Regions from separate parts of the Sus scrofa genome. Here regions 1, 2 and 3 are each linked to region 4. Evidence: chromatin contacts called from public HiChIP or PLAC-seq data. All regions are on one chromosome and are shown on one strand. The core of a region is the stretch at or near the end of the contact, and the rest is flanking DNA. Distances in the headings are between cores, read along the strand shown.

Region 1 (2,704 bases), core at 22-2,521, 170 kb after region 4:
AAATTAAAACCGCAATTTAGATACACTCCCTAGAATGACTAGAACCAAAAAGGGTGAACATACTAAGTATTGGCAAGTATGTGGAGGAAACAGGAATAGAAACTCTTTCACTGCTGGTGGGGCTGTGGTACAACCATTTTGAAAAAAGCTTGGCAGCACCATAAAAAGGTAAACACACCGGAGTTCCTGTCGTGGCGCAGTGGTCAACGAATTCAACTAGGAACCATGAGGTTGTGGGTTCGGTCCCTGCCCTTGCTCAGTGGGTTAAGGATCTGGCGTTGCCATGAGCTGTGGTGTAGGTTGCAGACGCAGCTCGGACAAAAAAAAAAAAAAGGTAAACACACCAACATATGATCCAGCCATTATACTCCTAGGTTTTGTTGTTTATTTTTTCTTTTTAGGGTCCCACCCTTGGCATATGGAGGTTCCCAGGCTATAGGGGTCCAATCAGAGTTGCAGCCACTGGCCTAAGCCACAGCCACAGAAACGTGGGATCTGAGTCAGGTCTGCCACCTACACCACAGCTCACAGCAACACAGGATCCTTAACCCACTGAGCGAGGCCAGGGATCGAACCAGAATCCACGGCCACATTCTTGGTTAGGTTTTGCTTTTTTCCATGCCCTGTCCTCCTTCCCTTCTTCTCCCCAGAACACATCCAAGTAAATCCTTCAAAAATCCTCATCTTAGGGAGTTCCCATTGTGGTACAGTGGAATCAATCCGACTACTATCCATGAGGATGCGGGTTTGATCTCTGGCCTTGCTCAGTGGGTCGGCAATCAGAGTTGCCCAGAACTGTGGTGTAGGTCACAGACGGGGCTTGGATCCCCTGTTGCTGTGGCTGTGGCGTTGGCCAGCAGCTGCAGCTCTGATCGACCCCTAGCCTGGGCACTTCCGTAAGCCACAGGTGTGGCCCTAAAAAGCAAAAAATAAAATAAAATAAAATAAAATAAATTCTCATCCTAGGCTCCGCTTCTAGGAAATCTGACCCATGACAGCCTTGGTTAGCTTCAAGGGACTGTATTGTTCACTCCCCTAGAATAAATTCCTATCTCAGATTCTGATTCTGACCTTCTCCTTCCAAGAATGATAGCTCGATGAGGGAATCTCTTCATCACCTCCCCCAAACAGTGCCTGGTACACGGTAGGCATTCAGTAAGTGTGCTGAATGCATAAAGAGGGGGGCCTAGGGGTCTATTTTATAGCTTAGCTGATCTGGCCCAGAAGCATTGTGAGTCACAGCTGGTAGACAGCAACTGAGTGGTTCAGAGATGGAGCCAAGCCTGGGACAGCAGCTCAGCATCTCCAACACATCCTCCAGGTGAGACACCACATGCAAGGATTATTGGGGAAGGGTCCTCTGGAAAGATGCAACCTCAAGGGTGGTCTTTCAGAGATGTGCCCCTGAGCCAGATCTAGGGGATAGTCCTGCCCAGCTAAGTGTGAGGAATAAGCGTGTGTTGAATTGATGAAGGCGTGACAGAGGGTTCTCTTCCTTTTTTGCTCTCGGTGAGAAGAGGAATTTAAAAGAAAACATAGTCTTCTTTCACACACAACAGAATCAGTACAGGAGAGAGGGAGAATGGGACATATCTGTTATCTGGACTTTGGATTTCTTGAGCATGTAGTCTGCTTGGGACAAAAGTCATGTCTGGTCTGCACAACCCCTGTTAGTTCAAGCTCTAAGCATAGGACGTAGCCCATGACATATGCCCCCAGGATGGCCGCACGGGACTCTGATCTGCTTACACACATCTGGCTTTCCAAGCTGCATCTGGAGGGCAGGCACAGGCTTACTGGGACCCTCTGCCCAGATCAGGGCCAGGCGCAGAGCACGTGCCAGTGCAAGGTTGTAAAATGACTGAATAACTGAGGGCAGTAATGCTGTTGGATATGCTAGATGTCCCACCAGACACTTTTCAGAATATAGATCTAGTCCTGGCTGTGCAAAATCTTTCAGTAGCACCCTCTACGCCACAGAAGGAAGTCTAAACTTTTAAGCCTCCAGTAGGGCACCTTCACATAGTGTCCTGGTGTCCCTTTCCAGCTTCCTCTTCTGCTATTCCCAGCTGAATACCCTGCACCAACTGGACCTCAAGCTCTTCCTCACATGCGCAAGGTGCTAGCCATGTCTACCTCTTTGATCTGCCTAGGGACTCTGCCTGTCAAATTCCCGCACCTCTTTTAAGTACGTATTTGTTTCTGCTATCATTCCCCCCTTCCTGGCCCATAACCCCTTTCAGCAGCCACCAACCACTCAGACTCCAGAACTCTGGTCCTACATCTGCCTATCTATCCTCAAGGCCTGACACAGAGTGTTTTTTGGGGAAGGTAGTTTCAGGGATGGACTCCTCAGTGGCCAGCAGTTGGTTACTCCCACCCTAAGGGCCTCCGGGTTTGAGGGGCAGCCTGTTGGAGCAGGCTGCTCACCCGGACTCTTGCTCCCTAGCAGTGGCCCTGGTTCGCCTTCATCATTCTGGACATCGGGGCTCCAGAGGCAAGGGCGCAGCCCGGATCGTCCGCGTCCTCAGCGGCTCCGCTCCAGGCATCCGCGCGCCCGACGAGGACCATTCTGCACTCGCCCTGGAGGTCTTCGGGTGCTCGGCTTCGGGCCACACCAGCCGCCTGTGGGCGCAGTTGCGGCAGTTCTGGGCGGACCACTTCTCACGGCGCTTCTCGCCGCGGCGCCCGCCGCTGCGCCGCA
Region 2 (2,700 bases), core at 60-2,559, 200 kb after region 4:
GGCATGACCAAAAAATAAAAATATTGGCAGAGGATAAAAGAAAGGGAATTTTCAGTGTCAGCAAAGCAAAAGGATATGGAACCCTCACCTGCCCCTGAGAGGGGTTGTCAAACCTTTAATTTAGGGTAGGCCCTAAAAATATTTAGGTCCTTCCTAGTTTACTTCTAGAAATCTATCCAAGGAAATGATCTTATCTTTCTGTGATGATTACACATCACATTTACTTACTGTGAAAAAAAATCCCAGAAAACTTTAGGGAAAATAAACATCTTAGACATGTAGCCAGGTTGTTGAAAGGTAAAGACATGATTTGAGGGGGTCAGGCTTTTTCCTTCACCTAACCAGAAACTAGTGTTCTTAGGTCATTTAATAAGACCAAAGCTCTCAAATGATGTAACCTGTTAGGAAACCTTAAGACAGTCTTGTGATGTTTTGGAGAGACAGTGGCCAAGAGCAAAAACTGTTCTCCTTGCCTTTTTTTTTTTTTTTAAGGGCTGTACCTGCGGCATATGGAGGTTCCCAGGGGTTGAATCTGAGCTGCAGCCACCATCCTATGCCAGGTCCCAGTCGGGTCTTCAACCTACACCCCAGCTCACAGCAATGCCAGATCCTTAACCCACTGAGCGAGGCCAGGGATTGAACCTTCGTTTGCATGGATACTAGTCGAATTTTTTTCCGCTGAGCCAGGATGGGAACTCCTCTCCTTGCTTTTGAATCACTCAGAAATAGACCTTTGATCTAGACAATTTGGGAATCCCATCTTAGTGACTTTAGCCAAAATGCCCTCTATTTCCTCTAGCTCCGTGTGCAATTGAGGGCAGGCAGTTGCATTCACCGTGCTTGTTCCATCTGTGTCCCCTTTACACCCAGCAGCAGAGTTTTTCTTTTCGAACAGCTCTTCTTGCGCCCTGCTGAAGACCTGCCAGAACCTTTTCTTGTGCTTGTAATTATCACTTTTGCCAAGGCCTAAATGGCCTGGCAGGATTGGCCCCTGCCTACTTCTGGGACCTTGGATCATCTTCTCCCTCTATTCCACTGATGTCCTCTCCAGTTTTCTCAAACCTATTAAAACTGGATACGGCCTCCAGACCATCGCAGGGGCGAAAACATGCTTTCTTGCATCTCTGAGTAGTGGCACTCAGAGAGGTCTTTGCTGTGGTACTCCGTGTTTATTGCTTGTGTCCACCAGGCTGGAGGTGGGGAGGATAGGCAGGATCAGACAAAGGGAGCACTGAGAGCCTATGAGCAAGGTCCCAATTCCTGCAGTGCTACTGGAAATCACGAGCATCACCAGCCTCCAGTTCTGTGCGCACACGAGATGACCCTGGAGTCTCGCCAGGGCGAGTGTCTCCATCTAGGGATGGACAAAACGGTTCCTACTTAGCCTTGGGAAAATCAAGCGGGAACCCGCTCCAGAAAGCGGAGCAACGCGCACTGGCTGCTCAACCTGTACTCACGACGCGCAGCGGGACTCGGCGTACGGCGCCCGCCTCTCGTGCTAATGCCCGCGCCCGCCTCTCGTGCTAATGCCCGGGGCGTTCAGGGCCCGCAGGTCTTGGGGCGGGGCAGCTGGGGGTCACAAAGCGCGAGTTCGTTAGGGCAAAAGCGGAGTACGAGACTGAGGCACGGGCACAGGGACTCTGCATGGGGCCCCAGGCCCAACGACGACAGGTAAGGAACAGTGGCGGCAGGAAGGCCCAGGACTCGCTCCCGGCGCCGCCGGGATATCTTCGGGCGCGGGAAGCACGCAGTCCCGCAGCGCTGTTTGCCACGGGCTGGCTCTAGGAAGAAAAGGTGTATAGGCTGCACAAGGGCGGGGAGCGCCTGTAACTTCAGGTCGTCCAGGACTGTAGATAATGGGCTAAGCGGCACCTCATCACAACCCAGAGGCTAGTACACAGTACAGTTCCTATAAAGGACCTGACAGCCGCCATTCCCCTCCCCCCTTCTGGCGGGTAAGATCAGAGAACGGTTTGAAGGAAGACGCATGCGCGTGAAACTAAATTAAACCGCTAAAGCTCGCAATAATCGCGGGAAGGCGCAGGCGCATAAAAGCCCCGCGGGTTTAAGGAGGTGGGAGGGGCTGAGCCTAAAACGCCAGCGTTTAATAACTTGCTGCCTGGAGATGGGCTGGAACGTAAAATTACGCATGCGCCCAAGCTCTGTGTGACGCAACGGGGCGGTGCGGCCACCTGACTGCGCGTGCGCAGAGATTGTTCTAAGCGCCTTATTTAGGTTGCGCAGGCGCCCGCTGGCCATTTCTTCTCAGCCACGCCGAAGTTGTTCGTGTAGGTGAGTGTTTGTTGCTCCGTGTTTACCGCGAAGCGGACTCCAAGGATGCCATTTTTACGAGGATTGTTTACCCCCAGGAGTCTGTGGAACCTGGGAGGCTTTAGCAAGGTGCGGCCTGCCGTTGGGAGCGAGGAATGGTTCGCCGAGTCTTGGCAGGGCCGCTGAGGCCTGCAGGCCGCGCTGACTCTATTGTGTGAGATGTCGGAGGAGGCGGAGCGGAAGCGGTCGCCGCCATTTCCTTGCTTCCACGCTGGCGTTAGGCCGGGTTCCCCTTTGGCTTGGGGCACCGGTACCTGGTGCACAGAGCGGCTTCGGGGGCCCGACCGCTGGCCAAGGGGGTGTTTGGCGTTGGAGTATGTGGGGTCGGGAAGTCCGCACGGCCTCGGCCTTTATTAAGGCGCCGCGGCG
Region 3 (2,700 bases), core at 60-2,559, 150 kb after region 4:
CCAGCTCAGTTTAACTTCCCTCAATCAGCAGTCAAACCACTAGGTCCAGTTTCTTCCTCCTATTTCCATAAATGTGACTTCAGGTCCTGGAAAATAGGACTTAGCTAATTAGGATGTTAGTGTAGTGGATCAACAGCATTCACCATAATAATTTACTGCAGTCATTTATCAAGCAGTTAAAAATGTACATCTAACTTTCCTGCTCTTTCTTACACACGTCTTAATGGTAACAACAACTCTATCAGGTATTACATCCATTATCTGAAACGAAGTGAACTGCCCAGGTTCACATAGCAACAAATGGCTGATGAAGGACCTGAACAAGGGCCTTAGTCTTAACCACTACACACAAACTGCCTAGCTTTCAACTGTAATTCCAACGTGATCATAAAACTAATCGCATGACCTTGGGCCGATCATTTCTGAGCTCTGGGCCTCAGTTTCCTTCACTATAAAACGACCTGCCCACGGAGAGCTTTTGGGTGCTTTCCTGCTTTTAAAAGCCCACTGAATTTACGACGAGATTACTTACTCCCCCAATCTCCAAATAGATGTAAATGTTAGGACTTAAGTTTTTTAACCAGTGCGTGTTCTAGCACATTCTCCATACTCTTCAGGCTGCTACAGTCCAGTCTTCACTTTGCGGTTTTAATTTTCAAATTTTAGATCTGTAATGCTAATTCTAAATATCCTCTCTCTGTCCTATTATCACCTTTCCCCACTACTAAGAGTACCAACAAGGCCCGATCCTATTCCAGACCTTTACCCGGTTACTCTACCCCACCTCACAGCTTCCCAGGCAGTCAGCAATAGGTATAAGAAAGCCCTAGAAGCAGAACCATGAAGAGAAGTTAGCTTTCCCAGAGGTCAAGAAAGGCTCTAGGACACCTGCCACGCCTCCCAACCCCGGCGGCGCGGCCTGGGCCTGGCTCCGCAACTCAAGCGGCCCAGGTTCAGGCCTAACCCATCCCGTCTGGCGGGTCCACCAGGGCCTGAGCCATCGAAACTCAGCCGGACCCCTCAGCCCCGGCCACGCCCGGCTTCTCGAGACCTCCGCCGCCAGGCCGCGCACCCAGGCCCCCGAGGGTCCTCACAGGCCCGAAGACACGGGCAGGCCCCTGTCTCACCTCAAGCCTCAGGAGGACCGCCGGTGGTGCCCGCGCCTCCTCCCGCCCGCACACCTGGCCCCACGCTGCAGTGGAGACAGCGGCTGAGGGAGCCTGACCGTCACGTGCCGCAGAACCAAGAGGCCTCGACTCCTGCAGCCGCCGCGCGAGCGAGCCCCACCGCACGAAGCCCGGCCCTGCGTCCGCCCCTGTCTCCTCAGTAGCTACCACCAGCGCCAAGTCCCGCCCTCTCGCGCAAGATCCTGAATTCAATTGGTTATTGTGGCCATCGCTCTATGCACCTTCCCATACGCCCCCTAGGGCTATTCTTCGTGGAGTGTGGGGATTGGTTAGGAGTGAGGCAGGAAGTGGCTGTTGGTTGGGCAGTATGGAAGGAGGCGGTGTACGGCGGCATCGGGATCGGCGGGGGCGCGCGCGCGCGCGCGCGCGTCGTGGGGCGGGACTGGCCAGGCAGGCGTTCCCGCGCTGGTTGTTCTGGTGCCTTAGTGGGCGCGCTGCCCGGCACTGCATCCTAATTTCTATGGTTTCGACCGTTCAGGTGCCTGGACCCGGGCCTCGGGGTCTGGCATCTCATTCCCTTCGATGAGAGAGCAAATGGAAGCTGGCAGGATGGGTGGGAGGTCCATTGAGCCATCGGGAAGGACCTGGTTTCCAGTGCAGCGAGTGCGCAGATATGATGGAATCAGTCACGGCTCCCTTGGCCTGTCCTGGAGTCGCTGTACACCAGGCGCCACCGTTCCTGCAGAGTCATTGCTCTGGGCCCAGCAGTCTGAGGCCGCCTTATCACCCAACGTCAAAATATAGCCCAGAATACTATAATCCAGCGTTACTTCAACTTTCAATTTGTGATGTTTCCAAAAGCAAGATAAGACAAAAAGGGCACAATCACACTTAACAGCAGTGAGTGAGAAAAAGATGGTGCAATGGAAAATTTTCAAACACACCACAGATTTTGTAACTAACTTTTAGCACATCTTCAGTTTTCTGGGCCTGAGACAGAGCAGGACTGTAGATCCTACTAAGGATCTTGTTAGAGATTTTTTTTCCGTTAAAGCACAATGTTCTTAAAAGGAAGCTGAGGCCAAATCTCTGAAGAATGAATTTTGTGTTTGTTTTTTTCACAATTTGAAGTCACTTTATTTACTGACCCAGATTACAAAAATAATCACATAGACAACTCAGTTCATCCATTTAATAAGCCTGTTAGATCTATTTATCTGGGCCCTTCAGGAGAAGATAGTTTGAAGGGCCACAGGATGTTGTTTGCTTCTTTGAAGCATTTTCCAACAGTACGGATTTCATGAATAAGATCCTCCAGGAGTTACTATTGTGGCTTAGTGAATTAAGAACCTAACATAGTGTCTGTGAGGATGCGGATTCAATCCCTGGCCTTGCTCAGTGGGTTAAGGATCCATCCTAAGCTTAGGCGTAGGTCACAAATGTGGCTGCAATCCCATGGGTTTTTTTGTTGTTGTTGTTTTTGTTTTTTTCATTTTTCTTATTACTCAAATGAATTTATCACATCTGCAATCCCATGTTGCTGTGGCGGTGGTGTAGGCCAGCAGCTGCAGCT
Region 4 (2,700 bases), core at 107-2,606:
CAGAATAGGGGAATCCATAGAGATTAGGGGTCGCTTGGGGATTGGAGGATAGGATGATGGGGATGGGAGGAAGCTAACAGAGTTGGTGTATAAAGTGATGAAAATGTTCCCAGATGATTGTGATAATGGCTGCGCAAATCTGTGAATATACTAAAAACTCAACACTTTAAACTACAGTATGTGAACAGGAACTCAAAGTTATTTTTTTGAAAAAGCTAGGGGCTGGCGAGCTGGCAGCAGTCCTGAGGGAGGTCCCGGCACGGCCCCACCCACCGGCGGGCCTGGTCCGCCCGCCTCCCTCCCAGTCACAACAACCTCCCCCAACTCCACCCCGCGCAGCCACCGGTCACGCCAGCTCAGCTAGAAACTAGGCAGGCTCGTGAGCTCTGTCCCTACACCAACACTTCTCGAGAATGTTTTCACCTTGTCCCTCTGTCCGCTGCCAACGGGATAACGTCTGGATCCCGCCTGGCCTTGGGCAACCTATGGTCTCTCCTCCCCACCTCCGGCCAGACTGTGCAGCCCTGAGGGCTCCCCACTGCTTATTTACCCTCGTCACTTTTCTGCGTAGCCAGCCCTTCCCCCTCATCTGCCCGCCCAGGCTCTTCCGGGTTACTATCCGAACCCCCCATCTGGGGCTAGCGGGCCCCAGCTGGGCAGTAGCCAAGTGGCAGTGTAACCCGAGTGCCCCTCTAACCACCCCGTGCCCGCCGTGAGGACGCCCCCGCGCGCCCTCCCCAAGATCTGCACCATCATGGTGGGGGGAGGGGAGGCCTCTTACGTCGCCGGGCCCGATCCGCTAGGGGACTGGCAGCGCCTGACCCCACAGGTCTGGCTGTGGTCACCACTCCTGGCTACCAGAATGGCACCCAAGGCCGAAATGGGAACCCACGCGGGCCACCGCCCACCCAACGAGCGATCAAACTCCCGCAGGCGGCCCCAAGCCCCACGAGAAGGAAGGGAGCAGCGACCCTGCCCGGCAGGGCAGCACTGCGTCACGGCCCCGCACCGCTCCCCGAGAGCGCCCGGCCTGCTCACCGCGGTAGTGCGCCTGGAAGCCGCCGGGCCGTAGCACGGGGAACAGGGCGGCCACCCGGCTCAACAGCCGCTCGCAAGGTCCGGGGCCAGCCGCGGCCTCGGCTTCCGCCTCGGGCTCCGGGCTGAAACAGAAGCTGAAGCGGCGAATCTCGCGGGCCGCATCCTCCTTGCCCAGAAGGTAGGCCTTCACGGTGAGCGACGCCATGACCACCAGTTGGGGAGCAAGAGAAGAGCCCGGCGGTGGTAGCGGCGGCGGCGGCGGCAGCGGGAGGGGACGCGCGGCCTTTGTAGGGAACGCGGGTGAAGCCCCGCCCCTCATCGCTTCCTGGGGGCGGGGCCTGAGTGTCAGAGGTCTGGCTCCAGCCACCCCGGCCGTCGCGCGAGAGCCGCCCTACAGGAGCCCCAGCCTCGCTACCTCTCCCCGCCGTTGAGCCCCCTCATTCCCGACCCCTCTCCTCACCGCCCCAAGTGCACCAGGGACACCAAGAGGCCGGCCCCGCACGCTGACATCTAAGTCTGGCGCCTACCTCTATACCTGGGGCAAGGGACCGGCCAGGGTCCCGCCCTAGACCCCTCCCAGGCCTGACCAGGCCGTGACTCAGCAAAACGGAACCCAGGCCACCGGGGATGCACAGCTCAGGAGGGAGGTGGGCAACAGAGGCTGGAAGCCAGGAAGAGGGGACACTGCTGACACTGCTAGCTACAACAAATTGGCTCCCGAGGCGCTGTCTTGACCTTGCCACTCTTGTCAAGGGCCCGCTCTTGCCACCAGTTTCTCAGGTGGCAGCCCACTACGCCGCCCCCAGCATCCCCCCTAATGGCCCTTTACTGGGTTAAAGCACAGACACTCAACTCAAACCTGAGCACCAGAGGAGCTTCCAGTTTAATAGGGGGTAGGGTTGAGAGATGCCAGAAGAGCACAGGATCTTCCCATCCCCACCTTGCTGGGGGGTCTGCTAAGGCTTCCTGGAGCCTCAGTGGCCACCAAATGTTCACTGAAGCCCTAAGGACTCCCCATCGGTACTCCCCATCCATCCCCACTTGTCAGCTCAAGGTTCAGCTCAGCAAATGGTGCCCAATGGCCTGAAAGATCTCAGGTCTGTTGGCCTCATGGGCAGCCCAGGGATTACATCAACAGCCCCCACCCTACCCCACCCCCAGGAGCCAAGAAACACTCTTTTATGTAACCGAAGTGACCTGTTCAAAGTGCCTAGGGGAAGGGGGTTGTTGGGGGAGGAGGTGCCTTAGAAGAAGGTAAGCAGGCGGGTATGTCACCCTATGAATCCTCCCAAGTAGGGCTCTGTAGGTAGAAAGTCAGACCTGCTGAGTCACACTCACTTTTTTCATGGTGGGGTTTGTGGAAGTCAGTAAAACTTAAAGGGATGGGAGTTCCCATCGTGGCTCAGCGGAAACAAATCTGACTAGCATCATGAGGACGCAGGTTTGATCCCTGGCCTTGCTCAGTGGGTTAACAATCTGGTGTTGCCCTGAGCTATGGTGTAAATTGCAGACTAGCCTCAGATCCTGGGTTGCTGCGGCTGTGGTGGAGGCCAGCGGCTACGGCTCTGATTCGACCCCTAGCTTGGGAATCTCCATATGCCTCAGGTGCAGTCCTAAAAAGACAAAAACAAACAAACAAACAAAAAACCTTAAGGGAATGGG

The links. HiChIP or PLAC-seq counts read pairs in DNA pulled down with a chosen protein or histone mark.
Region 1: an H3K27ac HiChIP or PLAC-seq map of alveolar macrophages shows a contact between it and region 4. The contact joins the promoter of CBY3 here to the promoter of SQSTM1 in region 4. A contact is called at or near these places in 1 of 5 promoter capture datasets (liver), 1 of 47 Hi-C or Micro-C datasets (embryonic fibroblasts) and 2 of 2 datasets of contacts at active chromatin or transcription factors (alveolar macrophages and skeletal muscle).
Region 2: a contact with region 4 is called in an H3K27ac HiChIP or PLAC-seq map of alveolar macrophages. The contact joins the promoter of HNRNPH1 here to the promoter of SQSTM1 in region 4. A contact is called at or near these places in 1 of 5 promoter capture datasets (liver), 3 of 47 Hi-C or Micro-C datasets (embryonic fibroblasts, heart right ventricle and skeletal muscle) and 2 of 2 datasets of contacts at active chromatin or transcription factors (alveolar macrophages and skeletal muscle).
Region 3: an H3K27ac HiChIP or PLAC-seq map of alveolar macrophages shows a contact between it and region 4. The contact joins the promoter of CANX here to the promoter of SQSTM1 in region 4. A contact is called at or near these places in 2 of 47 Hi-C or Micro-C datasets (embryonic fibroblasts and heart right ventricle) and 1 of 2 datasets of contacts at active chromatin or transcription factors (alveolar macrophages).

What each region holds. Positions count from the first base shown.
Region 1 is chr2:78,932,581-78,935,284 of Sscrofa11.1, forward strand. It overlaps CBY3 (protein chibby homolog 3), which reads left to right and starts at 1,272. Exons shown (of 4, transcript XM_021085148.1): 1 at 1,272-1,321; 2 at 2,048-2,119; 3 at 2,315-2,531; 4 at 2,533-2,704. The coding sequence starts at 1,272.
Region 2 is chr2:78,960,147-78,962,846 of Sscrofa11.1, forward strand. It overlaps HNRNPH1 (heterogeneous nuclear ribonucleoprotein H), which reads left to right and starts at 1,310. Exons shown (of 14, transcript XM_021084330.1): 1 at 1,310-1,671.
Region 3 is chr2:78,914,519-78,917,218 of Sscrofa11.1, forward strand. It overlaps CANX (calnexin), which reads right to left and starts at 1,310. Exons shown (of 15, transcript NM_001243210.1): 1 at 1,128-1,310.
Region 4 is chr2:78,762,642-78,765,341 of Sscrofa11.1, forward strand. It overlaps SQSTM1 (sequestosome-1), which reads right to left and starts at 1,357. Exons shown (of 8, transcript XM_003123639.4): 1 at 1,039-1,357. The coding sequence starts at 1,357.